Regions from separate parts of the Mus musculus genome. Here all the other regions are linked to region 2. A link is a contact called in public HiChIP or PLAC-seq and promoter capture Hi-C data. All regions are on one chromosome and are shown on one strand. Each heading gives the region's core, a stretch centred on a gene start, on an enhancer-like site or on the middle of the called end of the contact. The rest is flanking DNA. Distances are from core to core; before and after follow the strand shown. Region 1 holds the start of Tnfsf9 (tumor necrosis factor (ligand) superfamily, member 9). Region 2 holds the start of Tincr (predicted gene, 20219). Region 3 holds the start of Tubb4a (tubulin, beta 4A class IVA). Region 4 holds the start of C3 (complement component 3).

Region 1 (2,953 bases), core at 205-2,704, 550 kb after region 2:
GCTCCGTGCACGTCTCCCAGGCTGGGAGCTCAGTAGGTTCCATGCCCAGTATGGAAAAAAAGCAGGTGGGGCCTGGGCTGGGTCTCTGTTGTAAGAATCTTGGCCCAGTAAGCTCGAGGCTTTGCGCTCCTTCCCCAACACAGAAGAAGCTGGATTTGAGGGTGTATGCCTGTCTGTGTCTGTATCCCAATATACTGGGGAGGGTCAGAAGTTCAGAGTCATCCTAGGCTGTCTAGTGAGTTGGAGGGCTGCAAGGCGAAGACCAGACCCTATGTAGAAACAAACAACTCCCCATTTTATAGCTTGTTGTTTCCTGCTGAGATAAATGGTCTGGTTATATCAGTACTTTTTTTTTTTTTAATTATGTTTACTGATGGTATGCATGTCGTGGTCAAAGGGCACTTTCAGGACAAATTTCTGGGTGTCAGTTCTTTCTTCCCACCATGTAGGTCCTGAGGACTGAACTCAGGCCACCAGGCTTGTGATTATACTATTACTGGCTGAGCCATCTCAGCAGATCTAACCAGATCAGAACATTGAGGAGTCTGTCTCCAAGGTTTGCCCAGAGCCAGTCATCTCTCAGTTCCTCTTTTGGGGGGTCTTCTCTGCGCCCCCCCCTTTTGCCTCTACCTCAGGCAAGAACAGTGAAAGAATGGGAAATTGGAAATGTGTCCGCTGCCTGGGGGAATTTCTCTATCTGGACTCTCCAGCCTTCTGTTTCTGGAGTCCTAAGAGACTACTAACAGGAAGCCCCAAGAAAGTGGGTGGGGACACACCAGGAAAGGCCCAGGGTAGAGATGGGGTCCTGGGGAGGAAGAGGCTGAGTGAGTGGGTGCCTAGCAGGTCTCTTTGATTCCGCTGGGGATGGGTGGGCAGTTTTGGATGTCCCTAGAGTCCTCGACAAAACAACAACAACAAAAAACAAAACAAAACAAAACAAAACAACAACAAAACCCCCTGCATTTAGGGCGTCCCAGGGATGGGGAGCTAGGGGTTGGAAGAAAAAGGGAGCAGGAGAGATCAGGAGAGAGACAGAAGTTTGAGAGACAGAAAAACAGGAATGAAAATCAGCAGCGGAGAAATAACCTACCAGTGGGGAACACAGAAAAAGAAGGGAGACAGAGCTGTGGATTCAGGAGAGGCCAGGGAGGGAATGGATTCCGATATCACATGGTTCCCATCATATAAAAAGCTCTTTAATGTGTCAGTGTTAAACCAAATCAAACACACACACACACACACACACACACACACACACACACACACACACAAAAAGGGAAGAAGGACGGGCGGGCACAGGGCCTGGACAGGGAAGGGGAAAGGGGCGAGAAGGGGGAGGGGAAGGGGGGAGGAGGAGAGAAAGTTCCGGGAGTCGAGGGGCGGAGCGCGGAGCCCGGGAACCCCGCGGCTGCCCTCCCTCCCTTCCCTCCCCGGAAAAGGCGCCTCGGTAGCCTATAAAGCACGGGCACTGGCGGGAGACGTGCACTGACCGACCGTGGTAATGGACCAGCACACACTTGATGTGGAGGATACCGCGGATGCCAGACATCCAGCAGGTACTTCGTGCCCCTCGGATGCGGCGCTCCTCAGAGATACCGGGCTCCTCGCGGACGCTGCGCTCCTCTCAGATACTGTGCGCCCCACAAATGCCGCGCTCCCCACGGATGCTGCCTACCCTGCGGTTAATGTTCGGGATCGCGAGGCCGCGTGGCCGCCTGCACTGAACTTCTGTTCCCGCCACCCAAAGCTCTATGGCCTAGTCGCTTTGGTTTTGCTGCTTCTGATCGCCGCCTGTGTTCCTATCTTCACCCGCACCGAGCCTCGGCCAGCGCTCACAATCACCACCTCGCCCAACCTGGGTACCCGAGAGAATAATGCAGACCAGGTCACCCCTGTTTCCCACATTGGCTGCCCCAACACTACACAACAGGTGAGGCTCATCTCATCCCTAGGGGACTCTTTCTTACCTTCTGGAAGCATCGCTGCACCGACAGGGAGAGAACAGCACTTCCTCCCCACCCCCGCCCCGCCCCGCCCCGCCCCGCCTCGCTCTGCTCCTGCTACTCCGCTTGAAGCACCCCCTCTCCATCTCGCACTCAGAGGAAATCCCTTTGCGTCTTGACCCCTTGAATGAACCTATGAAACCTGGGGGAGAACTCCCGAGGGTGCACCGCAGTTCCCTTCAGTCCCACTTAGGCCTTCAGGGCTCTCCTTCTCCATCCAAAGTTGGACGCCCCAATGTGTGCTGGGCCGTATGAGTTCCTATCTGCTTCTTTAGGATGTAAGGTACCATCTACCTTTATTTTTCTTTCTTCCCAGGGCTCTCCTGTGTTCGCCAAGCTACTGGCTAAAAACCGTGAGTGCCCCCTGATTTATTTCCAGCGGGTCCCGCAGGGAGGTTGAACAAGGGGACCTGTTCAACCTTCTAGTCATGTCCCTCTCCCTCACTTACTCAGCCTTTCTCACTTGCTGTCACAGCTCCAACTGTCATCCTTGGGACCCCATCCAGGTTTTCAGAGAATTGAGAATTCTCACCCCCAGCTGACTCTGGGAGATCTCCTTTTCTCTTTTCCTTCCTCTATCCCTCCCATGTAGCCCAGGCTTCCTCCAAATTCATTATGTAGCTGAGGCTGGCCGCCCTGCTGCCAACACCTCCAATGGGCTGGGATAAATGAATGCCTTTGGGCTTCAGGCACCCTATTGAGCCCGAGCCCTAGTCTCTCCCTGTCAAGTCTTAGTTGTCAAATTATTTGCCCTCAGAGATGACTCTCTTCCTGCACTCTCCATATCCCACCTCTCTCCCAGTTTTGTTCATCCCTCTCTTACTCCTCTGATTTCTCTCTCTTCTTTTCTCCTCTCCCCCTTCCCCTCTTGTGGCCCCTTTACTCAGCTCCTTCCAGGAGTCCATGTGCATCTCCGCTCTTAACACTCTAGACCCTCGCCCCTTTGCCTC
Region 2 (3,328 bases), core at 480-2,979:
TCAGACCACTTTGCACACCTATGGGCTCACCAAGACCCCCCTGGATCAGAGTGTCCTCCTGTTCTGTTCGTAGCTGGAGCCCCGTGGGTCCTCCAAAGAAGGAAGTGTGCCTGTTGAGCTTCCCCGAGGAGGCTGTGCTCTGGGGATGGACAGAGGTCGATCCAGGCAGCAGAGGCTCCCAAGGGAGGGTCCTAAGGCCACAGAGCAACCAGAAGGTTCCTTGCCGGGGTTGGGGGGATGGAGGGCTGGACGACAATGTCAGAAGTCACCATCAGGAACACCAGAGGCAGTGGGCATCAGCAGGGCTGGGGAGTTGGCATCTCTCTGGAAGCCCAGCACCTGGATCAGCAAGGGACATGTGGGCCCAGGGATGTCAACCAGCAGTTTCCAAGCTAATGGCCCTTTTTCCCTTCTCCAAATAGCCTGGATCTGGGCTTGGAAGGGAGTGCAGTGGTTGCCCACAATCCTGAGGCCCTTCTGTAGCAGGCACAGTGCTAGGATCCCCCTGGTGGACACCACAGGAATTGCAGGCAAAGCTGCTCCGTTTGTCCTGGTGTCTGTTACAGGAATTGCAGGCAGAGCTCTTGTGGACCCAAGCCCACAAAGCACAGTCAGTTTATGTCTGCATCAAAGTAAAGAGTCCAGAGGAGAGTAGAGAACTTCTCAAAGTCACACAGATGGGGACACCAGTGCTGAGCCAACAGAGGAGATGGAAGGATAAGGCTAATGTGCCCACCTCATGAGGCCCTCAGTTTCCCCACCATCTCTCAGGCCTCCCATGAATGGCTTACCTGAAGTACGACTGGACTCCCAGGAAGAGAGAGATGTGGTGCCTGGGCCAGTTTGCTCCTTCAGCCAGCATCTTGTGTCCCTAAAATCATCGCTCCATCTCCTCCATTTCCTACCTGAGGGGGTGAACATAAAGACAAGCGGTGACGACTAAAGTCTTTCCAGCTAGTCCAGGATCGCTCTGAAGTGTCTTCATACTGGTGGTGATGCACTATACAGCCGGGCCCCACTAGAGACACTGAGGCCAGTGTAGACACAAGGTGTGACGGGCTTGGGATGGGGAGTGCAGTAGTGGCCCAGGGCTGCTCATCCCACCGACCTCTTAGATGAGTGGACAGAAACTGAGAGAGAGATGGAGACACTCGGAGACATGAAGAAACAGATAGGGGCGGTGTGCAGAGAGAGACAGAGACCAGGACACAGATACAGAGAGACGTGCTGAGCCAGAGCCAGATACACAGAAATGAGGGCAGGGAGTCCTCAGAGCCACCGCTGGAGCTCACACCACATATCGACATAGCTAATGGAGCCGAGAGGAAGCAGGCACGGTCACAGAGGTCTTTCTCACCATGTCCCCAAGCCATCACCATCCCACTGGGCCAACCTCCATAAGCCAGAGCTCAAGATCCTACCAGGTTCTAGCCCAAGTCCCAGCCTAGATCCCTGGTCACCTGGTGTCGCTGAGCAGAAGTAATACTGAGCCGTCCTGCAGGCGAGCTTCGCGAACTGTCTGATGGTCAGGCAGAGGCCTAGAGTTGTAGTAGAAGGTTCTGCGCCAAGAGCTTACACCCTGGCCCACTAGCTGTGCGCGCAGGTCACTCAGTGTGTCTCGGGGCCGCACGGTCAGTGGCAGTAGCAATGCCTCGTCGGCTAGGTGTACCTTGATGTGGTAGCGCTTCCAGCGGGACAGCCCTCGCCGCAGCTCCTCCATGGCCATTGCCAGCCTGAGACTCTCTCGCAGGTCAGCACCTGCTAGACCGGCTGAGCCACCTGCCTCCACCCCTCCTAGGCACGCCCTGCTACAGCAGCAGCCCACAGGGGTGGTGACATTGGCTGGCCCAGCCCAGGCCTCCATGACAAACATTTCTCCTGTGCACAGCATACATCAAAGGCCCTGGGGCAAAGAACGCAGCTATACGAAAGCACTGTGGCAGGATGGAGAGCCTGGTGTATTGGAGGAGTGGAGTTGGGTCCTGCTTTTGAAGCAGAAGTGAGGAGGAGAGAAGGGTGGCAAGGAAGGCAGTGTAACCCACCCACCCATTTATTTATTATTCCAGGGAACACTCTAGAACTTCCTCCCTAATCTGTATCTGTACTTGTTTTGTGTCTGTGGGCTCCAAAGAAACCTCAATCTTGGGCCTTTGCCCTCTATGGCCATCAAGTTAGGAACAGGGTCTAAGTAGGGGAGACAGACGTCTAGGTTTGGCCTGGAAGTTCACGTGCACTGGAGGTGGGGCTCCAGGGGATGGGTAAGAGTTCAACATTCCCAGTTGCCCACATTCACCACCCACTCAGTTCAGCAAGTGCTTGATGAGGAGAGAAGCGAGTTCCAGCCTCCCGATCCTTACAGCCATTTCTGGGAGCCAGCCGCCTCTCCAGCACACTTCCGAAAGCACGCCTTTTCCCTCCCCGATGCTCTCACTGCCCCACTGGATAGAGCAGTTTGTCCTCTGCACTTGGCCTCTGACACACAAACTCTGGGCATTTGTCACCAGCAACAATGCAGTAGTCACTGTGTGGCCTCTAACCCTGTCATCTCCTGCCACAGCCTCTCCTCCCCTTACCTCAGTGTCTCTGCCTGTCTACTGGGGTCTTGTAAAAAGACATTGTTGTTACAAGGCCCTGACTTACACTTACCCAGGAATGGGAATGCTGAGAGAACATTCTAGGTGTTAACTTTGACTCCGCAAAGAAAAACAAACTGAACGTTCTAAAAATTTAGCCCAGTGACATCTTGGTGGTGCAAACCTTTAATCCCAGCATTTGGGAGGCAGAGGCAGGCAGATTCCTGTGAGGTCAGCTTTATCAAAGAGAGATCATGACCCCTGTTACTCCCAAAAAAGACAGGTAAGAGAATATATAGGAAAAAATATATCTCAGTGTGCTGTGTAGGGTGACATTAATTGTCCCATTTGCCCACATTCACCACCCACACAGTTCAGTAAGTATCTGTAAAGGGAGCCTTTAATTGAAAGATTAATAACTGACAACATGCAAATATAAAACACCTACACACAAACACTTCACACATGAAAACTGCAACAAAGCCATTGAAAATTTCCAATAGTCAAAATAGACAAAAAAGACTGACTTCCACCGTACGTAAAAAGCTTCTGGAAACCAACAATAAGATAGAAAAATGGATAGACAACTTAACAGGTTTATGAAAAATGGTACATCCTTCATGTAAAACTAAAAATGGAAACCGAGGGTGGGCATTTGACAAGGAAAGGCCTCCCCTGACCACGCTCCCTGCCCTTACTGGAGAATTTTAGGCAGGGCTCTATCCCTGGTCACATCCCAGCCCCTCAATGGGAAG
Region 3 (3,259 bases), core at 97-2,596, 530 kb after region 2:
TTGATCCTCTCCAGCTGGAGGTCACTGTCCCCATGATAGGTCCCAGTGGGGTCGATGCCGTGCTCATCACTGATGACCTCCCAGAACTGGGGGTGGGGGTGGGAAGCAAAGTGAGGGGGAGGGGGAGCAAAGTGAGAGGGGAGCAAAATGAGGGGGAGGGGGGAGCAAAGTGAATAGATTTTCCTTTTGTTGTTATAGTTTTTTTGTTTTTGTTTTTGTTGTTATAGTTTTAAAACCTTTTAAAAAACCATTTTCTGTGTGTGTGCATTCATATGCATGCTCCTGTTGTCAATCTTGGCCATGAGCCCTGGGGGAACCATGTTGCTTGTCCTATTGTTTGTTTGATGATGAAATGTGTAGAATAGCTTTTTTTTTTACTTATTGTCTTAAAATTTAATGTATGTATGTATATATATATGTATATATGTATGAATGTATGTATGTATGTGTTTGTATTATTTTTTTAGTCAGTGTCTCCCAAAGCCCAGGCTAGCCTGAAATTCACTAGATAGTTTAGGATGATATTGAACTCTTGATCCTCCTGCCTCAACCTAGCCTAGTGGCTGGGATGACAGGTGTATACCACAACACCTGGGCAAAGGTTCAACCTATTGAGTTATAGCCCCCACCCCTTATTTTTTTGACACAGGGTTTCACGTAGCCCAAGCTGGCCTCCAACTTACTGTGTATGGGAAGCTATTTTTGGGCTCCTGCCTCTATCCACCAAGTGCTAAGATGTCAGAGTGGGTCACAGTGTTAGTCGGGAAGGGCTGAGAGATGCTGTGTCTAGGACACTCTTAAAGCCACTTCTTCAGTTGCTGACTGTCTGTCTGTGAGGTAACTGGGAACTCAGAGCCACAGCAAAGCATGAGCCAGCAAGAAGGGAGAAGTTGGGGGTAGGGAGAGGCTTGGCCCCACCAGAGCCACTTGGTGCCAGTCCATCCCGGCAGCAGCCCTGGGAGGAGGGGCCGTGCCTCTTCGTTCCAGGCAACTGAGGGTGACAGTGGCCCAGCTGTGAGGCCAGCTGTGGCCAAGAGACATAAGGCCAGGCCCTGCCCCCATCAGCCTCTTTGTTCCCAGTCTGGCTCTGCCCTGGTTCCCCTCCTCCACCTAGGATGCAAAATTCCTGGGTGAGCCTTGGGAGAGCCAATAACCCCTCTCTGAGCCCCTGTGCATTCCCACCCTCTACTCAGTCCGACGCACCTTGGCCCCGATCTGGTTACCGCATTGACCGGCTTGCAGGTGCACGATTTCCCGCATGGTGGTGGCGCTGCTGGTGGCGTCTGATGGACGGGTGTCGACCGGCCGCTGTGGCTCTAGCTCTGGACGAGATGGCTGCGGAGCTCTGTCTCTGCGCCCCCGGGCGTCTCTATATTTGCGGAGCAGTACTCACGTCACCGCTGGGTCACCCGCGTGCTCCGCCTCCTGGGCCCGCCTAGGATGCTTGCAGTGAAGGATGGAGGGACTGGAGTAATGGAGGAGGATGGAGGGAGGGGCCTCGGAAAAGTAGGGATCTCCTCCGTCAAGCTCTTTCTCTGAGACCTCAGGGTCCCGGTGTATCCCCACTCTAGTTTCCCCTCAGGCTCCGTTGTCAGGCACCATTCTTTCTTTCCACTCTGATTTCATAGAGACTGGATGGAAAGGCACCTCGGAATCTTGTAAATAGCATCTAGGACAATGTCCTCCCTCTCAGCCCCAGCCCCTGCCTCAATTTCTCTGTCTGCTTCTCCCTTCTTCATTCCTTCGAGACCCCCTTCCTTAGAACCTTTGTATAGGTGGGGAAGAACGGTGACTCTGAGCTCCAGGCTCTCCACAGTGGAGTTTGGTTTGAAGGTGGCAGGTGCATGTGAGACACTGCTGAGTCCTGGAAGTCGCTTCTGGAACCCTTCTACAGATTTCCTTCTATGTTCTGAGGAGCGCTGGAAGGCTCTTGACCCCCCAGGAGGTCTCAGAAACTAGGGCTAAGACAAATAATTGGATCCCACCAACAGCAGAGAGCTTTCCCCACCTCAACATATCTTTGCTTTGTTATTGATATTTATTTCTTTAAGTACAAGTTTTCCCATGTAGCTATTGTTCCCCTATATCACTATATGGCCCAGGCTGGCCTTGAACTCATGGCTTTCCTGCCTCCAATCTCTGGAATGCTAGGATTACAAGAGATCTACAACATAGCTGTAAAAGTGACATAGTCTAAAAGTGACATCTGAAACATGCTTGTATGTTCATGAGTTTATCTGAGCATAGGTTCAAGTTAGAGTGTGTCCATGCGTTGTTGATCTTTACCATCCATAATGTTCTATTCATAGACTGTCTTCTTGTGCTGGATTCCATGGGTTTTTCTGCTCCCCACCCCAACTCCAGCATCCCCAGGGGTTATAGGTGCTACTTGCTGTGTTCCTTGCTTTGAGAGATTTCCCCTCGGGACTGCATAGTGTAGTCCAAGCTGACTTCTCACTCAATGCAGTCCAAGCTGACCTCCCACTCAATAAGTAAACAAGCTGGCCTTAAACTCCTGATCCTCTGCCTCTACCTCCTGAGTGTGCACCACCATGCCCTGGGGTTATATGGAGTTGGGCACAGGACTAAGGGACTCATGCATGCTTGGAAAGTGCTCTCCCCATTGAGCCCCAGCTCACAAACACCATGACAGCTTTCCCTCATTATAGATCCAATTGTGATGTTGCCAGCTGGCCAAAGACTGACTCTTTTCCCTCCCTCCCTCCTCTCTCTCTCTCTCTCTCTCTCTCTCTCTCCTTCCCTCCCCCTCTTCCTTACTCCCTTCTTCCTTTCTTAGCCAGATTGTTTTCTTCCAGATCCACCCTGACACCACCCCCAACTTCAAGTCTTCCTGTTTTGGTTTTATTTTGTTTATTTATTTTTATGTGTATGGGTGTTTTGCCTGCATGTCTGTCTCTGTACTGCACATACATGTAGTGTCAGCAGAGGCTAGAGAGGACATAGATACCCTGGGACTGGAGTTACAGACACTTGTGGGCCACCACGTGGGAGCCTGGGTCCTTTGGCAGCCGGTGCTTTTAATCATTTAACCATCTCTCCAGCCAACCTCCAGATTTTAAAATTAATTTGACTGGTATTGCCTCACCCCATCCCCTCTTTTCTCCCTCTCACTCCTATCAATGCCCCCTCCTTTCTACCCTTTCCTATCCGACAACCTTCACAGCTTTTTGTCTTGCAGCCTACTGTCTGTGTGGTCATGGGTGGCCTTTGGATCCTGGTGCACATCAATGGGTATAAC
Region 4 (3,027 bases), core at 380-2,879, 670 kb after region 2:
GAGGGTCTCAAAGGGTAGGGGACTCAGAGGGGAGGAGATCAAACGAGAGGGACCCAGACGGCAGGGGCGTCAGAGGGGAGGGACTCAGAAGGGAGGAGCTCCGAGGAGGCTATAGGAGGCAGCCTGAGGGACCCAGGCCGGACCGGAAGGGGCTACGGCTGACTGTAGTTCCAGTTCCTTGCCCACCTTGATGGAGACGCTTCTCAGATGTCCACTGGCTCCTGTCAACACTGTCTTCTCACTGGTCAGCACTTGCCTCTTTAGGAAGTCTTGCACAGTGACTGTGACTGGGATGTCACCCTGAGCATCGTGGGCCTCCAGTACGATGGTCTCTTCGCTCTCCAGCCGTAGGACATTGGGAGTAATGATGGAATACCTGACCGTGGGGTGTGGGAGCAGATGTCACCTCAAGGCCTGAGACTTCAGCCCTCACTCTGGCTGGCCCAGTCCCTAGTTCTAGCGTGTTCTAGTTCTCAGTGCTGGAGCAGATGCCTGGATCCACGTCCTCCCCACACAAGAAGGTACCAAACCACAGCCCACTTTCCCTTAGCCACTAGAAGCTGTCTTTTCCTGGCTTCAGCACTGGGTACCAGCCATAAGGACTTTGCTTGTACTGAGAAAGTGCTCTCTCTACCACTAAGCTATACCTCAGCCTCTCCTCACTTTTCTGTTTGGAAACAGCATCTCACTAAGTTGTTCAGGCTAGCCCTGAACTCACTCTGTAGCCCAGGCTTGGCTGGAATGTGTACACTTCCTGCCTGGGCTTCCAGAGTGGACAGGATGACAGGTCCATGTAATCAGGCCCAATGCTGAGCTTGGCTTTTGACAGTCCACACAAGGGCTATAGACCCCAACAACCCTCCAGTCCTCACATCTTAAAACTTACCATTGCCTAAACCACAAGACATCACAGACACCATAAATCTATAGACCTTCTTCTTCATAAGTAGGCACACCAATGCTACAATACCTGAGTTCTATGAACATAAGACAACCCAAACACTCACATTCTCTCTCTTTCTCTCTGTTTGTATGTATGTATGTATGTATGTATGTATGTATGTATGTATGTATGTATGTATGTCACGTCACAGGAAGATGTCCGGTGTCCTGTTCTATGCCCCTCCCTCCCCACACCTTGAGTCAACATCTCTCTCTGAACCTGGCACTGGGCTGGCAGTCAGCAAGCCCCAGTATCTGGTCTCCAGCCCCACAGTGTGGGGTTACAGGCTCTGGAGGCCACTCCTGGCTTTTCTGTGGGTGCTGGGAGTTTGAGTTAAGGTCCTTATGTCCATGCAGCAAGACTTCATACCCACTGAGCCATCCTCCAGCCCCCAGCACAAATTCTTAACATCCCTGTCTCCCCCCAAGTGGGTGACTCCTAGGTGACTCACCTAGGTGACTCCTAAATTGTATAAGAAACTGCACCCCCAAAAGGTAACTACTTACATGGGGATCCCCAGAGCTAATGGGGAGCTGGCCAACAGCAGCAGTAGCACTAGTAGCTGGGACCCTGAAGCTGGTCCCATAGTGAAGGAAAAAGGTGGAAGGAATGAAGGGGTAAGGGGCAGGGGTGGGCAGAGGCGAGCTGGGGCTGTAGCCGCTGGCTCTTTATATGGCTCTCCTCTCTGGTCCCTCCCTGTTCCTGCACCAGGGACTGCCCAAAATTTCGCAACATAGTTTCCTAAGCTTTTTCACAAACCTGGGGCAACAAGCCTTGGGGTGAGTAACCCTAGGCACATTTCCATTACCCTGGAGCTTGAAAGTACCTGCTTGGCTCAGGCTTTTCTTGGGGTCAAGGCCAGATGCTGAACCTGGGCTGGTCCCTGTTGTACTTGGTTACACCAGAGACCATTGAAGTCTAGAGTGACCTCCTCCCACACTTAGCTGGGTCCCAGTAACCCAGCACTTCTGGATGGCTGGTTCTCCCTACCCCCAAGGTCTTGCTAAATCAGTGGGTCGAGACACATTTGGCATTGCATTATATATCCTGCGTATCAGTATTTACCTTACAATTCAGAACAGTAGCAAAATTAGAGTTGTGAAGTAGCAATGAAATAATTTTATGATTGGAGGTCAGCACAACATGGAAGGGTGGCAGGTTCAGGAAGGTGGAGACCACTGTGCTAAACAGTTCTGAACTCCTACCTCTACCTCCTCAGTTGCTGGGCATTACCCAAGCCCTACTTATGCATTTATAATCCAAGTCTTTCCTATGAGGAGGATAAGGGGTGAGGGCATGTCCCAGCCCAGAGTCCCAGCTCTGTGGAGCATTTTCTGAAGTGGGAAAGAATTCTGGTTTTTTGAGGATCTGGGACGGTTTCTTGGCAGTGGGACAGTTAAGCTTTGGTTTTGAAGGCTGCCTAGAAGTTCGCCCTCCGGGGGGCATGCTTGCTTTCTAGGGAAAAGAATGAGGTGGACCTTACCTACCCTGTCACTCAGGGTGGCTGAATGACTCTGGTGGGCTTTGAGAGTCATGGAGGAAAAGCCTGCTCTTGTCTCTGCCTCTAGGACTTGTCCTGCCCCTATATTATCTCTTTCAGTTGTGTTGGTTTTGTGGTTGTAGGCAGATAATGATTCACAATGCTTAGTTGGTTTTTTTTGTTTGTTTGGTTGGTTGGTTTTTGGTTTTTTAAGACAAAAGTACAAATAGTGGCTTTAGAATACAGCTCAGTGGGAAAGTGCTTCCATACTCAGTAGCATAGGATTGATTCTGGTGGCATACATCTGTAATCCCAGCACGAGATGCTGGAGGCAAGAGGATCAGGAGTTCAAAGTCAACCTTGCTATGTAGCAAGTTAGAGGCCAGCTTGGGCTACATGACACCATTTCTTTTCTTTTTAAAATATTTATATGTATGTGTTGGAGTGTTTTGCCTGTATGTATGTATGTATGTATGTATGTATGTATGTATGTATGTATGTATGTATGTATATATGTATGTATGTATGTATGTATGTATGTATGTATGTATGTATGTATGTATATATGTGCATCATGTGTATGCCTGATGCCTACAGAGGCCAG

What was found. Promoter capture Hi-C pulls out the DNA fragments that hold promoters and counts their contacts. HiChIP or PLAC-seq counts read pairs in DNA pulled down with a chosen protein or histone mark.
Region 1: a promoter capture Hi-C map of liver shows a contact between it and region 2, with 2.9 times the contacts expected there. The contact joins the promoter of Tnfsf9 here to the promoter of Tincr in region 2. A contact is called at or near these places in 1 of 39 promoter capture datasets (liver) and 1 of 115 datasets of contacts at active chromatin or transcription factors (pancreatic cancer cells).
Region 3: a contact with region 2 is called in an HNF4G HiChIP or PLAC-seq map of pancreatic cancer cells. The contact joins the promoter of Tubb4a here to the promoter of Tincr in region 2. A contact is called at or near these places in 1 of 39 promoter capture datasets (liver) and 1 of 115 datasets of contacts at active chromatin or transcription factors (pancreatic cancer cells).
Region 4: a contact with region 2 is called in a promoter capture Hi-C map of liver, with 4 times the contacts expected there. The contact joins the promoter of C3 here to the promoter of Tincr in region 2. A contact is called at or near these places in 3 of 39 promoter capture datasets (liver and pre-B cells).

What each region holds. Positions count from the first base shown.
Region 1 is chr17:57,103,931-57,106,883 of GRCm38.p6, forward strand. Tnfsf9 (tumor necrosis factor (ligand) superfamily, member 9) reads left to right here and starts at 1,455. Exons shown (of 3, transcript NM_009404.3): 1 at 1,455-1,930; 2 at 2,320-2,356. The coding sequence starts at 1,502. Gm11110 (predicted gene 11110) reads right to left here and starts at 2,012. Exons shown (of 4, transcript NR_033508.1): 1 at 1,968-2,012.
Region 2 is chr17:56,552,658-56,555,985 of GRCm38.p6, forward strand. It overlaps Tincr (predicted gene, 20219), which reads right to left and starts at 1,730. Exons shown (of 4, transcript NR_130128.1): 1 at 1,461-1,730; 2 at 792-905; 3 at 31-339.
Region 3 is chr17:57,086,254-57,089,512 of GRCm38.p6, forward strand. It overlaps Tubb4a (tubulin, beta 4A class IVA), which reads right to left and starts at 1,347. Exons shown (of 4, transcript NM_009451.4): 1 at 1,204-1,347; 2 at 1-86. The coding sequence starts at 1,260.
Region 4 is chr17:57,226,507-57,229,533 of GRCm38.p6, forward strand. C3 (complement component 3) reads right to left here and starts at 1,630. Exons shown (of 41, transcript NM_009778.3): 1 at 1,450-1,630; 2 at 187-376. The coding sequence starts at 1,529.